Linked DNA regions of Mus musculus: region 1 is linked to region 2. Evidence: chromatin contacts called from public promoter capture Hi-C data. All regions are on one chromosome and are shown on one strand. The core of a region is the stretch at or near the end of the contact, and the rest is flanking DNA. Distances in the headings are between cores, read along the strand shown.

Evidence for each region. Promoter capture Hi-C pulls out the DNA fragments that hold promoters and counts their contacts.
Region 1: a contact with region 2 is called in a promoter capture Hi-C map of hippocampal neurons, with 3 times the contacts expected there. The contact joins the enhancer-like site here to the promoter of Neurod1 in region 2. A contact is called at or near these places in 3 of 39 promoter capture datasets (the 3T3-L1 cell line, the HPC-7 cell line and hippocampal neurons), 2 of 115 datasets of contacts at active chromatin or transcription factors (astrocytes and forebrain) and 1 of 9 other capture datasets (embryonic stem cells).

Annotation. Positions count from the first base shown.
Region 1 is chr2:80,265,760-80,268,459 of GRCm38.p6, reverse strand. No RefSeq gene overlaps it. Among named protein-coding and RNA genes, the nearest start is that of Gm36153, 25 kb to the left of the region's middle. Within about 2 kb of position 1,414, at least 14 of the 459 cell types and tissues checked have an H3K27ac peak or open chromatin away from gene starts, as enhancers often do. A contact at or near this core is called in hippocampal neurons, where this site is marked.
Region 2 is chr2:79,455,263-79,457,962 of GRCm38.p6, reverse strand. Neurod1 (neurogenic differentiation 1) reads left to right here and starts at 1,327. Exons shown (of 2, transcript NM_010894.3): 1 at 1,327-1,412.

The DNA.
Region 1 (2,700 bases), core at 165-2,664, 810 kb before region 2:
GTTAGAAAAGTCTCTAAAGTAGTAACAATTTCAGAGATTGTTATCTAAAAACAATTGTACAGTAGCAAATATAAATAAATAAATTTCAATAAGCTTAGCTAGAAATGAGACTTTCTATTTTGGCATAATAATATAAATGAGACACTAGAGGGCGCTCTACCTCTACTGTGATTCAGGAGATAGCCAAAGTCTTCTAGAGCAAGGAAGGTAGATGAAGATATGTAGGTTTCAGGAAAATTAGAATTTTCACCCAGCATGTAAATAGCACTGGGCTCAGTAGGACTTCTATGCTCTAGTTTAAAATTTTCAGTAGGGACGATTTACGTTCTTTAATGACTAAGACACAATTAAAGTCTCACGAAGGCTCACCTGATTTAAGGAGTTAGAGTTACATGTAATGCCATTTTACTTGATTATATTTTGTTATCAATGCTGTGTAATATTGGGATGGAGGTGGGTGATTATCAGAGTACTGATTCAGGCAATCTACCCCTCCCCTGTGCCCATGTACATTAAATCCACAGGGGAGGCCCCAAAATGTTTTTGGATCTAGCATGTGTTAATCTAATATCCCTCGGTGCTGAATTTGACATTTCGGAGTGTGATGTTAATGAACACATTCCAACACTTATTTCTGAGCCCTTTTCTCCTTGGACCATCGGTGGAGGGAGAGAAGACTCCAATGAGATGGAATTTCATTTAGCACAGAGACCAATTTTGTTTATCAGGTTTTTAAGATCTGAAGTCTATGTCACTTCAGTTATTGCAGTCTCAACACTAATTAAAAAAATTTCCCTATTGTCTCAGAGCAAGCAGCTTTACTATATTTATTTGTTTGTTTGTTTGTTTTTGTTTTCGAGACAGGGTTTCTCTGTGTAGCTCTGGTTGTCCTAGAACTCACTCTGTAGACCAGCCTGGCCTTGAACTCAGAGACCCACCTACTCCTGCTTCTCAAGTACTGGGATTAAAGGTGTGTGCCACCACTGCCCGGCTTCGTAACTAGCAGCATTATCTATTGTCTATGTATTAAAATCTAGGTTAATTTGTAAAATCTAGGCAGCAAATACCTTTCGTGAACATTATTTTGTGATTGAATGAGCGTTGTCCCGTGGGTTTGGTTTATTGAAACAAACAAGCAAGCAAACAAACAAACCCTCCCGCCCCCGCCCCCCCCCCCCCAACCCTGTAATCCCTGCATTGCGTCACTCTTTACAGCTAGGATTGTGTTCTTGGCTATAGGCTCAACTGCGGAAGCTGACCAAAGGATACGAAGTGTCCTTGTATGTACCATCACCGGTAACAACGTTAGATTTCGGTTTGAGTCTAGTCGGCCAAGTACTCAATTCCTCAAACAGCTCAAGTTCTGCTTTTCTCCTTCCATGAAGACGGTAGTTGCAGATGAACGTTTAAGCCAGCAGAGGGGGCTATGCCATCACCTGCCTCCTACGGTTCACGAATCTTCCTTTCTGCACCCTCCTTGCTGTGTTTACCCATCTATCTGTAAGGCCTTCCTCTGCTGCCAACTTTTGCATCACATCCTTTATTCTGTAGCAATAGTCCTTACATTTATATAGCACTTTTGCCGCGCATTATGCGTCTTCAGAGTTTTCGTTCGGTTTATCTAAATCAGGGCTTGTCATCTGACTCCAGGAACTGGATTTCCTTATTAGAAAGAGGGTCACTACTCCCTGAGCTCAGAATGTCACGAGAAACACACATTGGCGTCTTTTTAGCCTATAACTGGATGCTTTTTTAAAAACATAGTATGGCATTTAGTCCGCTAGAACCACACAGTGTTTATTATACACACATACCCTGCCAATTGCAAGGTTTTTAAAAAATAGGTCTGGGTTGAGAGTTGAAGGTCTTCAAACAATTGCCCCAGACAGAAACTCAGTTTCTTAGAGCAGTCTCTCTCAGAAGTGAGTGAACTTCACCTGCACATACTCAGTAGGTATTTTGGTCCTTTATTATTTTTTCTCACTAGATGAATTGGGACTCCTCCCCCCTTCTTCCTCTTCTGCTTAACTTCTGTTGTCAACGACAGACTAGAGTGGTTTTGATAGTTAATTAGCTTCCTGCATAACTGACATTGAAAAGCTGCTTGGTCTACACATGTCTTTAATGCAACCTGGAAGAGATGATTCTAGAGCTCTTTCCACCTAGTATGACTTATTCTTCATGGTGTCCGTATTTTAAGTGGTACCATGATACTGGACTTAATTTTTTTTTCTAGTCTTTTCAGAAAACAAGATGGCATGTCTTTCTCCAAGTGCTCTTGTTCCATCTCTGCAGAGCTACAAATCTATCTCAGTAGAAGACAAGTTGACTTCTGTAAGTCTTGGGCACATTGTAAAAGCAAGACACGTTTGTAAGGACCTCACAGGAACTATGACAGATTGCAGATGGTTACAGGTGCCAAGTAATGCGATGCTCTGGGAAGATGTGCCACCTAATCTCACCATACTATACTGAGAAGAGACCAGAGACAAATCCTGCTGTTAAGAGCCAGGCATCCATCTGGGTAGGATGCCATCTCACTATGGTACCTTGTCTGGGGGTGCAACACCCTGGTAAAGCCAGTAAGAGCAAGGCTCATCTCACACGGCTGCTGCCTTTAAAAAATTCATGGAGCAGAATCGTTCTGGCAGATCTGATATCGCTGATCTTTAGCTGGGTGAGTTTACAGTGCTAATTCAG
Region 2 (2,700 bases), core at 78-2,577:
TTCTTGGGCTAGAAGGACGGAGGATCATCCATCTGAAAGATTCCTCCTTCAGATGGAGAAAATAAAGACTCCTTATTTAAGAATAGATAAGGCTATTCCACAATAGACTTTGCTTGACTCAAAACACAGAGTCCCCAGAAAGGGAAACAGCACATTGAATAGAGTTTTATTGCAGCTTCTCTTTGAGCTTCTTCTGACCAAGGCCCCAGAGATTGAGCACTAGGGGCTCAAGGAAGGCTGTGATTGAATTATGGTCTGTGTCAGAGATGAAATTCCCACCTCTGGTGCGGGGTTGTTTAATCTTAGCATTCCCTAGATGAGCTAGCTGAGGTCATTCATTACTCCAGGAGCATCTGAAAACCAACGGAGCCAAGGTCTGCTGGCAAAAACTAGCTTTAGACACAAAATTCTAGGGTTTAGAGTTGAAGACTCTTAGTGAAGTCTCTGGGGTAGGAGCAGGTGACCGTTAGGTTTACATTTGGAGTGTTCAAGTGTAGGGTATGGAAGCTGACTTGCAAAGGATTCTAGAAGATGCTCTAGTCAGGAAGGTTGAGTCAAGGCTGTGTTTCCAGATGAGGTCGTTTTTATATGAAATAAATGTTTGCCTAGAGAGGTGATGGAGATTAGAAGCCAGCCACCCTTTGGTGGCAATAAGCAAAGCCTCTGCTAAGAGGTAGAAGCTAAGAGATGGGCCTCTCCAGAGAGAACAAAGTCAAACTGCACCACCGGAGACCATTGTCAAGGGAAGGACCCTTCAGTGCACCTCAGTATCTGGGATTGTGAGTGGTTCACCTCTGTCTACCTCTCTGCGCTAAAGCAGTCTTCAGGCTAGGACATAGACTCAGTGATCTTTCTTTACCTTTCCAGCTCGCCTCCCGCAACCCCCCCCCCCCCCACATGTCCTCTGTCTTCTGCTGCCACAAAGGGTTAATCTCTCCTGCGGGTAAAAACAGGTCCGCGGAGTCTCTAACTGGCGACAGATGGGCCACTTTCTTCTGGCCACAAAGGGGCCGGAATGGAGCGCTCCGCGGCATACAAATAGGCAGGTCACGTGGTTCCCGGCTCTTGGCTGGACCGGGAAGACCATATGGCGCATGCCGGGGAGGAAGGAGCAGGGGCGGAGGTACTGTGGGGGTGAGGGGAGTGGTGGTGGAAGGGGGCGGGAGGAAAGTTCTGGGGAGGGGTGAATGAGGGCGGGAGTCGTTCAGTCTGGACGCGTGCGCGATTGCGGGGCGCAGGGACCTGCTCGTTGCTCAGCTCACGGCCCCGCCCGCGCTCAGCATCAGCAACTCGGCTATATAACCCTAGCGCCCGCGCCACCGGGACACGAGGAATTCGCCCACGCAGAAGGCAAGGTGTCCCGAGGCTCCAGGGTTATGAGATCGTCACTATTCAGAACCTTTTAACAACAGGTAATTATGATTCCTATTTTTTACTCTCCCGAGAATAAAAGCAATAATTGAAGAGCTGTACCTTGGTACTTTGCATGCGCACATTTGTGGAGTCGGTTGTCCCTATATTTGAGATCAGTGTCCCTCCTCGTAATTGCCCACAAGTACTCGCACGTAATGAGTCCCAGCACTCAAGTACCCCCTGCAGGCTTTCTAATTACATTTAATTTTTAATAGTATAGAAGCTTTTAGAATGTTTGGGGAGGGGAGTAACTGTAATTATTTGTAAGCGGTTATTTGAAAGTCCCCAAAGCAAACAACCACTTCCAGTTCTCACTTATTCAGGGGAGAAAAGGAGAGAAAGAGAAAAACAAAACAAAACAAAACAAACAAACAAAAACACCTGCTGCCCATAGTTTTATTTGGTGTACAGATATTTAGGCTCATCGTGCATATGAAACTATCTATTTCAGGAGAATGTAGTACTGGAAAACCGATTGGACTCTGAAATAGCTTAGCTGAAATGTAGGGAGAGGGGGAGAAAAGGAAGGAAATTTTCCTGCTACCTGTTACTGTCCCAGAGGCGGCCAAGTCCCCATGCTGGGGCCAGACATTCAGTTGTTTTACTAAAGGCTTTTTACAGTTCTTATGAGAAGCAGCACCTTCACCATTGCCAGTCGCTGACCATTGTAATTACTCCATCTTTTAAAGGGAGGTTTGAGGCGAACTTTGAAAAGCCCCAATAAAGAGCGGGCGGCCCTTTCAATGGGCTGTTTATTAGAGAGGAGCCTTTTGCACCTGATCCCCAGCGCGTGGGAGAGCCTCGCCTGGGAGCCAGAGCTTTTGTACAAGGTGGGAATTTAGCGGGGGCGTGGGGGGGGGGTGGTGAGGCAAAGAAAGAAAGGCAAGAGAGGGATGGAAGACTTGTGCCCACTTCTGTGGCCAAATGTGTTGTCGATAGGAAAATAATTTGATGGAAACTACCTTTCCTCCTCTGTGCATTGGCTCTCCCTTCCATATAATCTTCTTTAAAAATTGGGGTCAGTGCTAGGAAATTACGTAATGGCTTTTCAATTTATTTAAACCTCTAAGTAGTGCGAAGCCAGAGCAGAGATGAGTTCAGAGTATTCCATTTCCAAACTCATCGTTTTTGTGAGTTGGGAGTGACTTGGGACACAGTCAGAAAACCATGCACTCTGTACGCATTTCCACACAGGGCACCTGGCCAGATAATTGCCCTGCACACAGTTGAGCTGATCACTAGGAAAGGCACCCATAGCCACTCATGACAGGCCTAGTGGTACCTACT